Regions from separate parts of the Mus musculus genome. Here regions 1, 2 and 3 are each linked to region 4. Evidence: chromatin contacts called from public Hi-C and HiChIP or PLAC-seq data. All regions are on one chromosome and are shown on one strand. The core of a region is the stretch at or near the end of the contact, and the rest is flanking DNA. Distances in the headings are between cores, read along the strand shown. Region 1 overlaps Gm30224 (predicted gene, 30224). Region 2 overlaps Runx1 (runt related transcription factor 1). Region 3 overlaps Runx1 (runt related transcription factor 1). Region 4 has its middle 51 kb from the start of Gm41499.

Region 1 (4,521 bases), core at 372-2,871, 420 kb before region 4:
CGCTGAGACATCTCTCCAGGCTCTCAACTTTATTTCTTGAGATGGGATCTCTCACTGAGGCTGGAACTTATTGCCTCAGCAAGAGCAGTGAGCGAGAGGGCTGTGGGGGTCCTGCTGGGTTTGCCTTCCCAGAAGTGAGGGCTTGCTGCTGCCTACCTGCCCTTTGATGTGGGCACTGGAGGTCACAGTGAGGGCTTCCTCAGCTGAGCCATCTCCCAGACCCTCCCCTCTGCCTCTTTTGAGCAAGTTCACTGACTGACACTTGGCTGTGCCTTCAGCCAACGGACTGTAATGTCAGGGGATGGCAGAACATAGATCATGCCTCAAAGTTGACAGGACTTGAGACCATCTGATTCCCTAATACCTAAGACCTAATTGCTATGAGGGGGGCCACTGATCCCAAAGCTTCTAGGGCCACAAAGCTGCCATCGTGTCAAAACAGTCCTCCTTGTCGGCCATTCTGGGGCCAATGCCCCAATGTGTGGAGCAGCCTGCTGACCATAATGCACAGCCCCCAGATAACACTACTCATTGCTCGGTTGTGTAGCCGTGACGTTTCTAGCCTCTTCCCCACCTTCCTTATGACCATCAGAGTGGTTCATAGCTGATACCTGCGCCTTCCTTAAGACCAGCAGGCTGCTCACAGCTGGCATCGAGAGTGAATAGCTTTAAAATCTCATCAGTCCAGGGAACAGGTAAGAACCGGTTCCCCAGCTAGGGGAAAAACACAACAAATATTTTGGACTGAGCCATGTGTGCCCCATCTTGCTGGAGCTTGCATGCGCCTTTGGAGGCTCTCAGACGGCTCTTAATTAATTGCTGGAGAGCCAAGTGGAGCAATCTTGTAAGCACCTCTCTCCTGCTAATCTGATCCAGCCGAGCAGGGGGCAGGGCACAGGGCTGGCCCGGATTGGGGATATAGATGGAACAGGCTGGGGCCTGAGGGCTTAGTGGCCCAACCCCGAAGTTTAGGGTGACCTTTGGAATGTCCAGTCCATTGGCCAAGCAACAGACCCTTCCTCCCAAGCAGAGAAAGGTCTTCTCTTAGCTTGGAAAGGAGGGGCCCTGAATCACACCTGACCCTTGCTTCTTGCCAGCATTTTGGATGGATTAACCCTTTAGGTGTCATACTGTCACAGGCAAAGCAGACACTAATTCTACATCCCGGATTACCAAAGAAGCCAAGACATGGGTGGTGATGTCACAGGAGTCCAAGTCCTGATCCAAAGGCTGTTGACCAACTGTGCATGCTGGCATCCAAAGACAGTATGGGGAAAGCAAAGGAGATCTATAGGCTGGACATACTTTCCTAAGGACTGAACAAACTCTAGGAACCAGGGGTTACATGAAGCAGGGATGCTGTCAGGTAGAGCTGGAGCTATAGTGTCAGAGAGCACACTCCTAACTCCTGTGCATTAGCGGTTACAGCGCCTACAGGGCCTGCAGAGCTATGGGTCCCCACAGCCACGGGACCCACTGTAAAGCAAGCAGCACTTAGCCACACCCCTCTCCTCCTCATATTTCTGTTCTTCCGTCTTCTCAATCTATGGTACGCAAGCTTGTCTTAACCACAGCCTTGGTGTCATGCCAAAGCCTTACCCTGGCCCCTTTTGTTTAGCGACTTCGAATAGTGATTATGATAGTCATCGCCAGACCTTAAGGCGGCTCAGAGAGAGTTCCATCAGTAGTGACCATTGCAAGAACGCAGAGCCCAGGGTGAGACGAGCATGCTTGAGTCGCACAGATGTGGCTCTACATAAGAGAGAGTGAGGGAGTGGGAGGGAGCCGAGGGGGGCTCGGCGGAGTCTGGGAATTGAGAAGCTTCAAAGGGTCAGTGTGCCTGTGATTAGACCAGCTGTGCCCCGTAGCTGGCAACTACTGAAGCTGGGCTCTTCCCTCTCACAGGTGCTGGGGACTGGGCCCTATCTTCAAATGTTGGCTGCTACAAAGAGTAAATTTACTGTCAGCCTTGAGCTTCCCAAGGCAGGCATTTGGTGTGGGCAGAGACACATTAGGGATGTGGCCATGAATGACTAGAGACTATGTTAGCAGTTGTTTCAGCTTTTATGGTGAAAGCTGAGCTCTAGTAGGGAAGAGGGCTTTGAGGAACCTGGCCAGAGTTGTAACCCGGAGAGAGGCTTTGGTGTCAAGAACCTTTTGAGATTTCCGTTCACCAACCCTGTTCTGTGCCTTTGTCCTTTTAGTTTTCTCCTCCCCCCCCCCCCCGCATGCTTATTCCAGGAGTAAGGACAAGTCTTAATGCTCTGTGAGGTTTGCCAGTGCTATCTCAGGTTGCCACTTCTCTAATCAACTGTCCACATCGCAGAGAAGCAAATCGGCAAGGTTCTTTGGGCTCAGCTGAGGTAGGAGGCAGGCATCGGTGTGAGGTCAGTGCCTAACAACGGGCTGTGCTGGTTAATGGAGAGGTGTGCAGAGAGGTCTGGGTCGGAAGCATCAGCCAATCTCACCAACACAAGCAAATCATGACAAACTCAAGCTACCGACATTTAACACTTCTCAAAACCCCTGCAAGCGTGACAAGGTGGATAGCCTCTAAGGAGCTTGCCTCTGGGATAAGCCCCTGGGACTCACAGGGCTTTTTGTATTTGGATTTTCATCCCTCAATTTGGGCAGAGCTCATGCAAGCCCAGATCAAGGGTGAGCAGGGTGCTGGGGTTGGTCCTTCCTACAGGATGTTCCTGATCTGGGGCCGATTCACTGGGATAGCTATTCTAAAGTTGAGCTCTCCTCTTGCAAATTCCAAGCCTCAACTCCTGGCCATATGTGGTGGTGCACACCTGTAATCCCAGCACTTGGGAGGTAGAGGTAAGAGGGTCACTAGTTCAAAGTTAGCATGGGCTACATAGAGACATCTTCTCTCTCTCTCTCTCTCTCTCTCTCTATATATATATATATATATATATATATATTCCCCATCCCCCCAAAAGCAAACTAACAAAACAATAATAAAAAACCATTTAATTCCCTCCTTAGTCTATTTTGTATTACTAGAACAAGATATCAAAATACAAAGAAAAGACGTTGAATTTGGTTCATCATGCTGGTGGCTGCAATGTGCATTCAGCATGGTAACAGCATCTGCTGAGGACCCTCCTGGCTACACTGTAACACGGTGGAGAAGCAGAAGAGAGCGTGGTCCCATGCAGAAGGGGTCAGGCATAGGGCATGGCCTCACCTCATAATGACTAGCTCTCACAGAGACCCAACACAGCCCTGTAAGAAAATCACTCATTTCTGCTAAGGGCAGACGCCTCTTTACCTACGGCCCTTCCTCCAGGCCACCTTTGAAAGGGTCTAGGACCTTGACACCACCACACTTGAGACAAAACTCTTGCCACATGAACCTTAAGGGGATGGGCCACGTCTTAACCCTAGCAACATGCGTGGGCCTTTGTATGAGAACCAGAGGGCTGTGTTGGGACCCAGGAGCTGCAAACACGACTGCTTTCTGTGTCCTGTATCTCGTGTATCCCTTCCCACTACTGCGACTGTACCACTTAGAGAGTCAGAATCCACTTTGTCCTTTCCTTGGTGACAGTTTTAGTTTGCCTTCTGCTATTGTGATAAAACACCATGACCAAAAGCAGGGGGGTTATTCTACCAGGGAAGCCAGGGCAGGCACTTAAGGCTGGAACTGAAGTAGAGAGGCTGGAGGGATGTTACCTCCTTCCCCTGCGTGGTTCAACAACCTTTCTTATACAGCCTAGGACAACCTGCTCAGAGCCGGCACCACCCACAGAAGGCTGGGCCTTTCCGTGGCAATCGTTAATCAGGGAAATGCCCCACAGACTCGCCTACAGGCCAGCCTGATACAGTCCTTTCTCAACTGAAGCTATCTCTTCCCACGTGATCCTGGCTTGTGTCAAGTAGACGAAAACAAACAAGCAAAAACCAACCAACACACTGGCATGTCTTTGATTGCTCTTAAAAAAAAACTGTAGAAACGATGACTCTATAATTCTATCTTGATGTTCAAATGAATATGACACAGTCTCTGCCCCCATGGAGCTGACACTTGGTGGAATTCAGAGAGAGTAAAGACATACAAGTCAAATGTCAAGCTGTGGTCCAGACGTGAGAGACTGCCCTGGGAAGGATGCTCAGAGAGCACTCTTGGAGAAGGCAGGGCTGGTAGTGAGCCTTGAGGATGTGTTTCTGGAACAGGCCCAACAGCAACCAGCCGGAGACGCACAGTTCAGCACTGACAGCACACCGCAGGCTCACACAGTGCCAGAGGACAGCTTCCTGCTCTGTGCAGAGATGTCTGAATGATGCGGCCAGGAAGCAGGTTCGATGAGTGTGCTCTCCCAAGCGATCTGTGGCTCACACTGGAGAACAATCAATGGAATCTGTCCACGAGGAGAGAGGCTCCGATCCCACACGACGTACACATGGATAGCGGTTGGCTGAGAGTTCTGGTGTGACTAGGAGAAGACTCACAAGCTCAACCAACAGATACAGGAGGATGATCAAGGGAAAGTGAAGCTGCCTGGTGCTGAC
Region 2 (4,670 bases), core at 85-2,584, 400 kb before region 4:
GCTCTAAACCACTGAGTCATGGCTCCAGCTGCTGTGTCACTCACTAGCTTCTAACACAAATGGATAGCAAAACTTGTTTTGTCCAGAAATGACAGACTTTCTTTACAAGATTCATTTTGAATTTACAGTTCTACAGACTGCCCTTGCTTCACCGGCTCCCTCTGCACTTGGCACGTGTGCATGCTGCCTTTGAGGCAGACCAGGGGACAGGAGGGACAGGAGGGTTCCCTTGCCAAAAGTGCCACTGCTGGCATCTTTGGGCTGTATTATGTCTAGCGGGTGTTTGGAGACTGATAACTGTTTGGTGGCATCTTCCTTCTTTACCCACAAGATGCCTCTAGTGGCCTCCCTGCCGACCCCCTGCCCGCTACTTTGACATCCAAAAGAATCTCCAGACATTGCGAAATAACTGAGAATGGTTAGGAAGGGATGCACATCCGCCCACCAGCTGCCACAGTGAGTTAGGACGGTGTTTCGGGTAGCTTGTGTCTGTCAGTCAGAGGAGGGCAGGCTGCGACTATACTGTTCGCACCAGCACGGCTCAGCAGCAGCAACAACACAGGGCAGAGGCACGAACTAAGTGTTCAAAATGTTAAATTCTCAAATTCAGGTACAGAGTTGAGCCTGCTAGAGAGAAACTTGAGGGGATCGAAAAGCTTCCTTTGAAAGGAAAGCTACCCGGGTGGATTAATCTTTTTTTTTTTTTGGAAGGCATGGGCTGTGATCAACTTCTTTCTGTTCCAAGCCTATTATTTCAGCACGGAGAGCTCGGGCTTGTGTTCTTGTTTCTCCCTCTCCCCCTCCACCCCCTCTCAATAATCTTTTATTGCTCTAACACGATTTTACAAAAGGAACTCTTGTGTACATTTGGGCTGAATGTGAGAGAAATAGACTCCTCATCAGAGAGGTAATTAGAGTTTATAAGCACAGCCCAAGTCTGCAGCAAATCCCTCTACTAATGAGGAAACCAGGAGTCTGACTTTCAAACAAACACTCCTGTTAATCTTTTCAAAGCAAGTCAGACATGTGGGCAGGCAAAGGCTGTAAACCAACAGTGGCTCTGGTAGGCTGCCCTGGTAGGCTGCCCTCTAGCCTCTCCTCCAGCCAGCAGGCCACACCTCATTCCTCAGGGTTCATCTCTGCGCCCTCACCGGGGACCTCTATGAGCAAACTCTGTGTCACTTGTTTTGCTTACAGAGAGCCATGACATGCTTGAGAGTTAACAGGAAGCTCTACTCCATTTTTTTTTTCCAGTTAGATTTATACAGTCTAGGGAGAAGCCGAGGCAGGAGGGAGAGCATTAGGCACACACACAATCGGCCTGTTGTCATCTGATGCAATACACTGGACACAAACAAGTGACTCTGCCCATTATCCCTCTTGCTTCATTTGTCCTGAGACAAAAAAGGTGAATCCACTGGAAAAAAATGAAGGAGAGGTCACCACGTTTCAGAGCCGTGTCTGAACATGCTCTGCCAGTCTGTCCCAGTTCTTACATGGTAATGTGGTAATGGTACCACGTTACCGGAATCCCGAGTGAGTCCGTGATTTGTCATGGGCATAAGCGCAGGAGTAATGTTACAGTCTCAGCTGCTGGGGGCAGAGTATGTGGAAGATCTGAGATAGTGTGGCGTCTTTCTACGAGAGGTCAGGTTCTCTCTCCCTCCTCCCCTTCTCCTTCCATCCCTCCCTGTCTCGCTTTGTATACGCTCTGTAATAAAAAAGACATGGGCCTTTTAGATATGTTCAAATTCAAGTGCTCTATTCGAATACGTGTTCTCATTTACAGCTATTTTATTTTTAGTTAGGTGCTCGCGCGCATGTGTGTGTGTGTGTGTGTGTGTGTGTGTGTGTGTGTGTGTGTGTGTGCTTGCAGACACTGGAGGAAGGAGAGAGATGCCCTCGAGTTGGAGTTATGGGCAGCTGTGAGCGGGCTAATGTGGGGGGCCTGGGAAGAGCAACAAAGGTTCCTAACCACTGAGCTACCTCACCAGCTCCCCGTGTTTTCATTTTTAAATCCTGTCTAACCTCTTTCCTTACACATCAGCAGTCACACAGAATTTATACATCACCCAACTACGGCTCCTCTATTCTTTTGGCTAGTCCGGTGCACGCCGCCCCCACCCACTCAATTCAGGTGACAACTGCCCCCTCTCCCATTCATGGGGAGACTTTAAAAGTAGGAAGTGTGAGGATTAGAAGGTTCAGCCACTTTCACTGGCAGTGTCTCTCCCTCTATGGTGCTAAGTCTCTACCTTGACAGAGCGCAGAGTCTTGGCTCTAAAGCTTGATGTGGATGAAAGAGGTCCCACCCCAGGCCCCTCCCACTGCCCCCAAAGGATTAAACAACCTGAGCAGATAATGACCGCCTTAAAAGGCTCTCCTGCGTGACTCAGATTAGTATGCGCTGTCTGTCGCCCAGGTTGGCAGCTAGACATTAATTAACCAAAAGAAAAGGAAGAGGGTAAAATAAAGGAAGAAGAGAAATGAGGAGGAAAGATAAACCTTCACGTGGCAGCTCCTTTCAGACAAGGTGTGGAGTCTGTCTGTCTGCAAGGGACAGAGACAGACAGGGCCCGTCTGCTGAGAACGCATGTGTGTGTGCTGAGCAGCTAGGCAGGTCGGGCTGGGGGAGGCTGAAAGCCCAGAACTCGAAGCTGTCACTGGTGGGATTAGAAGGCACATCAGCCACAGAGGGGTCAAGTTCGGCTGACAAGCTGTGGGCCTGACAGCCTCTTCCTTTCAGGGACCCTACCTACCCTCTCTGGCCCAGGTTTATGAGAACACATTACAGGCTTTTGAGGCCTGTGCTCGGGGCTTGGTTTCTAGAGGGAGTTTTGCCAAGTTGAGGCTCACTCTATGCCAGTTGTTTGTCATTCTCTGGTCTTCCCTACTGGGCAGCAGAGGGTCACTTTTGGGTCCTGGCGAACTCTCTCTCTCTCTCTCTCTCTCTCTCTCTCTCTCTCTTCCCCCCTCTCTTTCCTGTACTATTAAATAAATACCTTTCCTTCTAGCTTGTATTGTTGAAGTCCGGATCATATAGCCGTGAATTAGACCTGATACTTACTTTACTTTGTGTGACAGTGGCTGCGGATAGATTGTGGTAGTGAATGTCCCTAGTCCTATGTGTATATGGGTGGCACTCCCTGCACTCAACTAATAAACATACACACACACACACATCCCTGCACTCGACTAATAAACACACACACACACACACACACACACACACACACACACACAAAACCTTAAAGGACATGAAGTTCTGAGGGAGACGGTATGGGGAGTTGAAGGGAGGAAGGGACGTGGATACGGCCAAACGGATCATCCCTGTGTACGCCATCCTCAGAGAGTGTTAAAAGCCACTCTTACATGTGATCACCGGTCAGCCGGAGGAGCTGGCCCCAGGTGCCCGTTTTGGATGGTGACCAAGCTAAAGGACTTATGTAATAAATTTCAATGGGCAAGTCCACACTGGGGACATTTCCAAGGAAAACAGTATTTCAGATGGAGGCTGTGGCCAATGGACAGAATTGTCTCGGGGGGGGGGGGGGGGGAGTCTGAATGTCGACAGGTGCTGCTGGAATCACACTGTGTCCCCGAGGGGACAGGCTTTTACACACAGCCAGCTGAACAAATGCCAGCATTTCTATGTCACCCTCTTAATTCTGGAGACCGTCAGCTGCCAGGGAGGTGCTGGCACTGACGGCCTCCAGTCAGGTGAAAATGGGAGTGAGCTGGCTTTGGCATTTCAGTCCAGCACCAAGGCCTAGTTGAAGCTAGAAGTTCTCAATGCCCCCAGCTGAGACAAGTGACAATGTCCAGCAACATTTTCTGTGGGTTTGTGTTTGTAAGGGGTGAGTGGGAGCATTCTGAGTGTTCATTGATGAGTACCCTCGAGTGCAGACTCATGCGTGTGCGTGTGTGTGTTCCTCAGCAGCCATCTAACTTGGCTTTTTGAGGCAGGGTCTCTCCCAAGCCTGAAGCTTTCTAATTCAACTAGTCTGGATACTCACATGTCTCCATGTCCTAGTGATGGTACTAGCAGCCTGTGCCACTGCACTTTGCCTTAATACCTGGTCCTCATGTTTGCAAGATAAGGGCTTTGCCCACTGAGCTGGTCCCCAGCCTTGGAGATATTTCTGATGGACAGACAGGGCCATTTACTACTGACATCTGGAGGTCAAGGGTCATCTATCTATTGTTTGGCACATAGGCCAGTCCCCTGTTCCCACAACAAAACATGATACAGCCCAAATGTCAGTATGGTTGCTGGGGAAAGGCGGGGTGAATTGAGGGTGATTGTGAGGGAGCAGCTGACCCGCTGGAGGAGTCTTAAGCAATCGTGGCTGTCTGGAAATGTAGTCTTTCACAACATTTAAAGCAGCAGCCCCAACTCCTCTGCCTGCCCCCTCATCTATTCTAATCTGCCTTCAAGAGTCCGAAAGCAAAGCCTGCCCCTCCCCCGGCACACATGGGAGTGCATTCACGGGCCTCTAAAGGACGAAGCTCTCTGAAGTATTTCACAGTTTGCTTCGGCTCCAATTTCAAAGCCCCAAACAGTAAGTTTCTTCTTTTGCCTTCAACAAAGGAATTTTTTTCCCCCAGTACCTCTGATTTCCCTGCCCAGGAGCGAAGGTGAGTGTGCCAAGCCCAAAGGGCTCATAGGT
Region 3 (4,340 bases), core at 481-2,980, 270 kb before region 4:
GTGGACTCTACAGAGGAGGTGAGCTGTCCAGGTGTGGTGTGCCAGTGCTCCAGTGGGAGGGAGACAGAACTGTCGGGACCCTGGACTGGTCGAAATGTCTCAACGTCACAAGAGATATTGTCAGAGCAAATGCGTTGAGGGTATGTGATGCTTGCTAATGTCTGACAGGTGGGCAGGAGAGTCAGCACTGGATTCTAAAGCCCTCAGATGTCTCAGATTTTAGCGGAGCATAGAATATCTTCAGAATTTTCATAGAAGTGCTTGTCAGTTTAGAAGTTCCACCTTCATCCAGGCTATTTATGGTGTTTTATTGGGGAGAAGGGGGCAGAAGGTAAATTTGATTTAAAGGCTGAAGTGGATTCTCTGTTTCTTCTTCTTCTTTCCTTAAAAAAAAAATCCTGCCTGGAGCAGAGACAAAGGGTCCTATTGTGCCCTGACCTAGGCGTGCGGTGTCTCAGACAGAGGCCTAGCCCAAGGCGCACCGCATCACACACACATGGACCCAATCTTTGTCACCTAATAAAGACTCATTGAATCAAAGGGCAGGTTATCATTTATTCTGTAGGCTGACTAATGCACCATTCTTCCTTTCAAGCAGTCTTTTCTGAAGACTCAAACAATTAGGCTTTATTATTGTTGCTGTTGCTGTTACTGTAATATTTTAAAAACACAAATGGACCTGGTAATGTGCCATTGTAACAGGGTGGCTGTAGGCAAAAAAAAAAAAAAAAAAAAAAAAAAAAAAAAAAAACCCAAACCAAACCAAAATAAAAAAAAAAAAAACACAATAATCTATTGTTGTGCTGAAATTCTCTGTAAATGGTGGTCCCTGGGATGTCTCTGAAAACCCAGCAGTAACTTAATCCATTCATTTCTCTTTTGTTCTCCAGTGTCAATGTTCCGAGCCCTGGGCACACCTGAGAGAGCTTACCTCTCCGCAGTCACTTTAGACTTCAGATCAACCTATCTCATGGAAAGAATCGTTTTCCTCAGTTTAACAAATCTGAAAAATGGGCTCTGTGTGGATTAATTTTTTTTCTTAGTGTCCAGTTTGACCACTGGCTGCTGAGAAGGCCCGAGAACAAACAGAAAGGAGAGTCATGAGCTACTCCCTGGGTGCGGGAAGGAGAAAAGGTCCTGATAACTCGGCCACCCCCTTCCATCTCTCTCTTATTTTTCTGTAGAAAATACCAGCTGGGGGTTTTACTTCCTTTCACAAGAGTTGCACCCAGTTTGGCTCACGGACGCTGCCACAGTCTCAGAGAAATTAGGGGTCAGACTAAGCGCCTCCTTCTTTCCATGCCTTTCCCAAACATCTCAGCTCTGCAGTCATGAGCTGCTGAGGCCTCACACCCTGCAGGCAGCCCGCATTTCAGCTCTACAAGGCTCTGCTCCAGAGACTCACAGTCTCTAAAGTCACGGTTTTGATGAGCAGGATCAATTAGTAAGCCATGAGTCAGAGGCGGTATTCACGCTGAAAAGCTCGTCACGCCAGGACAGATGAGACCGCACGTGTGACTTTATTCTGAAATAGTCTCCCACCAACTGTGTTTCTGAGGGAATAAACCTTGGTCCCTTTCTCATCTCTATCAAAACAGAAAAGTCGGCAAGTCCTCTCTCAGAACTTAATATTTATCTCAACTATTCCTGTTTCTAATTTAGGGCTAAATTAGTTCTCATTAGAAGGAGAAGTTGGAATCAGTTTCTTCCCTCTTGAGCCTGAGTTCTCCTAGCCTGACATCTTGCTGAGGCTCCAGCGAGACCGGCTTTGTTTATCTCCTCTCAATTTTGTCTCTGCTCCGAATTCACTCTCCTTGTCTTTGATTCTTGGAAATGAATGCTTTCCTATACGCGGGCATCCTTCTGACCTGCCAAATACCACATCTGTCAAATGCTGAATAGACCTTGTTTAAACAAGAGGGTGGAAACTCAGCCCTTCATTAAAATCTCTAAAGCAAATGCTACCCTCTTTCCTCTCAACACATTTTTTTTTTTGGTGTGTGCATTCGATATTAGCATTTAATAATAATGTCTCACTACGTCTTGGCCCAAAGTGCCAAATGGAAAGGCTTCCTGATGACAACCCTTAAAGAGACAGCCAGATGATCGCCCCAGGAAGCATGGTGCCGGTTTCACTGCTTATCTGGCCAAACAACGAGACCAAAAGAAGCTGTACATACCCTCCTGGCCAGAGTAATTCTGAGTTCTTTTTGTCTAGATTCGATTCCTCTGAAAACACATTCCATACTCTGAATGCTGTCTTCACCAAAGGTCTACAGGTGGACTGTTTGAGTAGATCAGAACTAACTCATGATCATTTGATGCTTCAGATAAATATGTAAATGGTGACCTATAGTGAGAACCCTAATGGACCTTATGCATTTCTATAAGATCATCACCCAAAGGAATCACTCATTAAATAAGGTAACTCATCATTTAGCTGCGGTCAATGAATACACTTCCCTTCTCTCCAAGCTACGGAGTAGACAAAGCATCTGATGACCCGACTTTATCCTCCTGCCTCAGTTTCCTTCTTGCATGCTCACTCATGGCTTTATCTACGGCCGAATTGGACACCGAATGGCCTCTGTTGGTGAAGATCATCCTGCCTGCTGTGACACATGTGGCAAGGGTACCCCCTTTCATAGCAGGAAACGTGTAAGAGAGGATGTGCCCCACCAAACTGAAGTACAGCTGCCGTGCTGGAGTCGAAAGACATAGAAGGCTCCTGTCCCCATGTCAGGCACCTCAAACCGACAGCAGCTGGGCCCCAGAGTTCAGCCTTGTGCACCAAGGAGTTGAGCTTTATAACAAAGGCACCAAGGATTCTCTGGGCCATAAGAGGGGCTGGCTGGCAGGGTTTATCATCTGCTCAGCAGTGTCTCAGAACACATCTGCAAGAACAACAGCCTTTGGAAGCAGAGCTACACATCACAGGGATGCTAGACCCGAAACAAATTCTACACGGGTGTTTTTTGAAAATTCTGGAACATTTCAAGTTCTATGATCTTTGGATCACTCTGTTTCCAGGTTTTGTTTCTATTGTTTTTTTTTTTTAAAGTCTTCTTCCCAGAGAAGTGCTTTCAGACTAGGCCAGCAGTTGTGCAACTTAACCGAGCTATGCCTCTCTCTTTAATATTTGCTTTTGTTTTGAGTTTAAAGAGAAATCAGCAGCAATGAGAGAGCAATGCTTCAACTTCATTATGTTTTCTGGATTCTTTACAGTGTCAAAAAATAGTGTTAGCATCTTTCAGCATACAGTTAATGCCAAGTGCTCTTGCTTTGCGCGTCCAGGGGATGGGCACGGGCTGTGGAGCTGTGGAAGGATGCCCGAAGGTGGCTATTGAGAACCTTGTGGAATGGGAGCTGTCAGTAGAACAGAGAACCATTAATGATTTATGAGGCAAGTTAATAATGCCAGCTTCTATAGAAGGACAAGCCCAGAATTCTTGGACCATCAGTAAAGGATTGCCTGTGGTCTACCAAGTGGCAAGCATTCATTAGTTCTTTAGTGTCCCAGTTAAATGAGTTTTACATTCGTCATCAACATCTAGAATTTCTCAAACCAAGTCATAAACGCACAGGAAGAGTAAAATAGTACAAGAGGAATAATTATGATGATTTTAAAAGTTGATTTTCTTTGACAGGACAATGTCCATATTCTTGTATGTCTAAGGACAATAAATTCAGGCATGTGGTAACCTTAAGATAGGGATTATAATTATAAACAGCTTGCACCAAATTCTTGAACGGGTCTCTACATCCTAAATCAGTGGAGAGAAGACACCAGGTCTTTTTGTCCTAGGAGTGTGAAACTTGCTAGCATTTCAGGGATCTCACTGTGAGCTCATTTACCAAGCCTTGGGCTTTTCTTCTCCCGCAAACAGGAACATGAAGGTCTACCTCGGATTTTCATAAGGAGGCAGAGGAATTTTCTGGCCCTTTAAGGAGTGTTGATTAGTAGGCGTCTCTTCCACCAGGCTCATAACCCTTTAATTTGTGTTTCTGGTTTGTCCAAGAGAGATTTGCCCTTTTCAACTTAAAATGAAATAAATGCAGTCCACATTTGCCTCCATGAGAGCGATGACCTGATACTATTAAAATACCATCTGAGAGAACTGGAAATACTGGATCCTTCCACCACGTGAGGATTATGGGCATCACTGCACCCAAGAGGCAGGAACGGCCCTCCTTCAAGTCTCTGAGTTCTGGTTATCATGCTTTCTCTAGCCTCGGTCATCTGATGAACGTAGCAACAAGCAAAGTTTCCTTCCAGAAACTTCACCCAGTCAGGACAGATGCTATCCCATGTTGCCCGAAGTCATGGCAGTGCCTTGGTC
Region 4 (4,419 bases), core at 45-2,544:
CCTCCTCTTCCGTCCACTCCCCCCCACTCCCCCCCCCACCCCACCCCCCACCCCCCGGCCAAGATCAATTCTGCCGGTATTTATTAATCGTCTACCACCAGCTAGACATCGGGCAGGCAACACTGACACCATGTCTGTTCTTGGGAAATTTCCCCTCCCATGTTCCTCTTTGGGCTCTATAAAACAGGCGGCCAGACTACTCTCTTTTGAACTCTGAATCCGTTTTCTCAGAAGAAGAAGAGCCCTCAGAAAGCTGTTTCCTGTCTCTGAGCTCCCTGTGAACTCGATGGTTGATAAATGCTCATCTAATTGGCCAAACACAACTTTAAACATTTTATTTAAGGAAATAAATCATTGTTTCATTTTTTTTTTAAAGTTCTACCTTTCTGCTCTTTCAGAGTTAATATTTGGGAGCTTATCACAAAATGAACTTGATTATAGGGGACACAAATTGGCCATCAGGATCACAATCCCAGTGCACTGGGAATCCTGTGCCTAGATAGCAGAGGAATGGAATTTGAATCTGATAATTGTTAATGACAGGAAAAGAAAAAAAAAAAAAGATTGTTTCTTCTTTGCTGAGCCATCACCCACCTGCAAGGAACAAATTAAAGATATTTACCTTTAAAAGCCTTTGAAAGCTATTTAAAGAAAAATAGACAAAAAGTGAAGTGGAGGATTGAGTCACAATTGAATTTGTTGAAGTAATTAAGTCCCTCCCTCCCTGAACAATTATGTTTAATAATAAACATCTAGGATGCCATTTTTATATTCTTTAGTGCCCTTCATGGTAGTGCTGTTATATAAGCTCACAAACTCAAGTGTGCTTTCCCCTCTTCCCCTAGCCTACCCGTGGTCTTTATTGTTGTTTGATTGAGTCACCTTGTAAAATTATAATCTTTTGTAGAAATATATTTCTAGATGAGCAAGCCCCTCTGGGCTCCTGCAAGCCTCACCTTCGCTGAGCGAGCGACTGACTGGCATGAGGAGCGCGCAGGATCGAGCTCTTGACCCATAATTTTCTATGAGAAAATGATCAGGAAAGCTGGCGAGGCAGCGTGTGTGGAGCCGGTCCAAGGGACCCAGCCTCCCCTCTGTTGTTTCAAACAGTCAACAGCTGCCCGGCCTGTTTTTCCCATCACACTTCAGGATTGCGTTAGAAAAAAATTCACCTTATAAAAAAAAAATCATGAAAACTGAGAACAGGGAAGCGACCGAGCGGAGGCCACTGTGTGGTGAGTTGCTGCTGTCATCCCGGGCTCTGCTCCTGGGCTTGGCACCTGCCCCAGGGGGCTGCATTCCCTGCCCAGCAGGGAGTTCCAGCTGACCTGCTGAGAATGTCCCGTGTGAGTCACCGCCTTTAACTCCATCAGCGCCATTTGCTGCCCACTTGGATGTTTCTGAACAGCTGCTTGGCTCTGAACTCATCCAGTAACTGGAAATGCGGCCGTTGTCTGGCTAATTTTCAAAAAATGGAGTCAGAGGCAGGGTTAGGGAGAAAGAGAAAAGCACAAACCCAGTCAAGAAAGACAGACAGCTAGCTATCTTTACCCCTCGATGGCTTTGAATTCCTTGGAAATCAAATGGCAAGGTCAAATAAACCCAGTTTGTCCCTTTCTTTCTTTCTGTCGCTTACTGTTTGCCTAAGGAAGTTGGGTGCGATCTCATATGGGATTTCATGGTATCTAAAAATTTACCTCCCTCAAGGAGCCTGTCTGATCGTCATGCTTTTAAACTTACCCATCCCGTTTTCCAAACACAACAGTGAATATTTCCCTTGCTCTGGAAACGTTTTTCACATTTGAAGTTCATTTTTAACTCCATCAACAACTTTTAAGAGGCTTCAATTGAACAAGTTTCTGGCCTACACATTAACCAGGATATTTGAGAAACATTAGACATGATCCCTGGATACAGGAATTTGTAATGAAATGGAGAGAGAGAGAGAGAGAGAGAGAGAGAGAGAGAGAGAGAGAGAGAGACAGAGACAGAGAGACAGAGACAGAGAGACAGAGACAGAGAGACAGAGAGAGAGAGAGAAACCCTGATTCAAATGGATTTCAAATGGATGGTCCAGGAACAATATGGGGGAGGTGGGAAGTGCCAGACGCCTGCTAGAGCTATTTGGGCTTCTGAAGTTCAGAGCAATGCTCTGGAAAGCTGCTTTTCAATCTAGAATGATGGTAACCAATATTAACAAGTGAAATTGAATTGACTCTGTAAACGTGAACAGTGTCAGAGCTGGGCACACAGCCCAGGGGTCTGTTAAAGGCTAAACACTTACAGGGTCACAGGGCTTCACTGGATGGGAAGTCTGTGATCATTGTGTGCATCTTCCTATGCATTAACACAGGCAGACATTAAAGAGAAAAATCTCTTCCATCACCAGAGACACTGCAGGGATGGCAGACAGTTCATAGGTCACGAATCCACTGTACTGTATCTGGGATCCAGTCCTTACTTGAAGGTGGGAGAGTAGATACATGGGAGAGAGAAGACACTTTGATTTGTGAAGATCTGATCTGCACGTTCTCTATTTCCTTTCTTGAAAGGAAATCTTAGAGGACAATAAAGAAAAACAGAGTCCTCTATTTTTGTCTTAGCTTTTCATGTGGCTGCCACAAAACACTTGTTAGGAGCAACTGAATAGAGGAGAGGTTCAGCTCAGGCCGTCAGAGACAGTCCACCACACCAGAGGCACGCTGGACAGACTGGCCTGGTAGGTGATCGAAGATTGAGGTGCAAGCTCACACAGCAGGAAGCAGGGAGCTAGGGCTGGAAGCAGAGTCAAGCAACCCTCATGAGCTCCACCCTGCAACCTTACATATGCCACCAGACTCAATGTCCAAAGCTTCCACAGTATCCCAATCTACGGGGTGCCAACCCTACATACACATACTCACTTACACACCCAACCACACATGCACATACACACACTTGCCACACTTGCCCTCTCTCTCTCTCTCTCTCTCTCTCTCTCTCTCTCTCTCTCTCTCTCTCTCTCTCTCTCACACACACACACACACACACACACACACACACACACACACCATGTAGATTCTCTGAGTATCCATTAAAGTTTCAGCATTTACCATTCATTTCCCTAGCAGTAAACATGCAAGGCTGTTGGTTGTTCATGAGCTTGTTCAACTCTAAGCTATTTATTCCAACTCACCGAGTGTTCAAAGTCAAGATCACTTGTTCTTCAAATGTTAGATTAATTCATGCTATTAAATGAATGAACATACACAATCCTAATACCACCAATTGAGATTTGAGAATATATTCATTATGGTTGGGGGGTGGTGGTGGCTGGTAGTTTTAATCCTGAGAAGACTTGCTACAAATATTTTTTTTTAATTAAAAAGAAATGGTTCAATTTAGGACCCTAAAACTAACTAGTAATTTGCTCTGTGATTTCCCAGTTCATATGTAAGAGTGTTTGAAAGACTAATGAACAAATAATAATTTCACCAGAATGCTACAAATCAACAGTTATTTGTAGGTATGGCAAATCTAGATTTTGGTATAATTAAGAGTTTGCTTAATTTTATCTGTAGATTGGATGCTAACAAAAGGGACTTTCTTCAAAGACAAGGTTGGGGCACAAAGGGGGGCCACTACGAAAGGAAGCAGGCCTTAGTACTAAACATATACGGAGGCTGAAACTGCAGGTCACTCATGAATAATGTCACTTGGTCACTCATGAGTAATGCTAATTGATTGCTCATGTGTGATGCCACTTGGTCACTCATGAGTGATATCAGTTGGTTGCTCATAAATGATTTCACTTGGTTGCTCATGTGTGACATCACTTGCTCCCTCATGAGTGACATCACTTGGTTACTTATGAGTGATGTCACTTGGTTGCTCATGAATGATGTCACTTTTATATTACTATGGTGGTATAAACATCAAAACAGTCAGGAAAACAAGAAAAGAAATAGGGAAGATGAAGTATATGGAAAATGCAAACCAGGTCAGTAATTCATTCTATAAGCAGAGAGTGGTAGGCAGAATTTCAGGAGGGAAAATGATGATTAGAACTGTCTTCTCAACTCAGGTAGGGGTTAGCAAAAAAGACCAGTATGTATCCAACAAGCATGTGTGGAATGTCTATTATGAGCTGGCAGTATTTTAAATACTTCTAAAGATACCACAGTGAAAAATATCAGATATTTGAATTGACAGCATGTGGAAATTTTTAAAAAAAGATTTATTTATTTTATATATGTGAGTACACTGTAGCTGTCTTCAGATACACCAGAAGAGGGCATCAGAACCCATTACAGATGGTTGTGAGCCACCATGTGGTTGCTGGGAATTGAACTCGAGACCTCTGGAAGAGCAGTCAGTGCTCTTAACTGCTGAACCATCTCTCCAGCCTGGTATGTGGAAAATTATATGAAACATATGGGT

The links. A called contact is a pair of places that touch in the nucleus more often than the background predicts. HiChIP or PLAC-seq counts read pairs in DNA pulled down with a chosen protein or histone mark.
Region 1: a contact with region 4 is called in an HNF4G HiChIP or PLAC-seq map of pancreatic cancer cells. The contact joins two enhancer-like sites. A contact is called at or near these places in 3 of 115 datasets of contacts at active chromatin or transcription factors (differentiating embryonic stem cells, embryonic stem cells and pancreatic cancer cells) and 1 of 9 other capture datasets (embryonic stem cells).
Region 2: a FOXA1 HiChIP or PLAC-seq map of pancreatic cancer cells shows a contact between it and region 4. The contact joins two enhancer-like sites. A contact is called at or near these places in 1 of 15 datasets of contacts at CTCF or cohesin (the NIH/3T3 cell line), 2 of 484 Hi-C or Micro-C datasets (the C2C12 cell line and muscle stem cells), 4 of 115 datasets of contacts at active chromatin or transcription factors (astrocytes, embryonic stem cells, fibro-adipogenic progenitors and 1 more) and 1 of 9 other capture datasets (embryonic stem cells).
Region 3: a Hi-C map of muscle stem cells shows a contact between it and region 4, with 2.4 times the contacts expected there. The contact joins two enhancer-like sites. A contact is called at or near these places in 1 of 15 datasets of contacts at CTCF or cohesin (the NIH/3T3 cell line), 1 of 484 Hi-C or Micro-C datasets (muscle stem cells) and 2 of 115 datasets of contacts at active chromatin or transcription factors (embryonic stem cells and regulatory T cell precursor).

Annotation. Positions count from the first base shown.
Region 1 is chr16:92,580,445-92,584,965 of GRCm38.p6, forward strand. Gm30224 (predicted gene, 30224) reads right to left here. Exons shown (of 3, transcript NR_168718.1): 3 at 2,965-4,521. Among named protein-coding and RNA genes, the nearest start is that of Gm30224, 13 kb to the right of the region's middle. Within about 2 kb of position 1,622, at least 35 of the 459 cell types and tissues checked have an H3K27ac peak or open chromatin away from gene starts, as enhancers often do. A contact at or near this core is called in pancreatic cancer cells, where this site is marked.
Region 2 is chr16:92,608,352-92,613,021 of GRCm38.p6, forward strand. The region is part of intron 7 of Runx1 (runt related transcription factor 1); the gene reads right to left. Among named protein-coding and RNA genes, the nearest start is that of Gm30224, 15 kb to the left of the region's middle. Within about 2 kb of position 1,335, at least 135 of the 459 cell types and tissues checked have an H3K27ac peak or open chromatin away from gene starts, as enhancers often do. A contact at or near this core is called in the C2C12 cell line, astrocytes, muscle stem cells and 1 more, where this site is marked.
Region 3 is chr16:92,738,786-92,743,125 of GRCm38.p6, forward strand. All of the region lies in intron 2 of Runx1 (runt related transcription factor 1), which reads right to left. Among named protein-coding and RNA genes, the nearest start is that of Gm30281, 21 kb to the right of the region's middle. Within about 2 kb of position 1,731, at least 21 of the 459 cell types and tissues checked have an H3K27ac peak or open chromatin away from gene starts, as enhancers often do. A contact at or near this core is called in muscle stem cells, where this site is marked.
Region 4 is chr16:93,005,502-93,009,920 of GRCm38.p6, forward strand. No RefSeq gene overlaps it. Among named protein-coding and RNA genes, the nearest start is that of Gm41499, 51 kb to the left of the region's middle. Within about 2 kb of position 1,295, at least 58 of the 459 cell types and tissues checked have an H3K27ac peak or open chromatin away from gene starts, as enhancers often do. A contact at or near this core is called in the C2C12 cell line, astrocytes, muscle stem cells and 1 more, where this site is marked.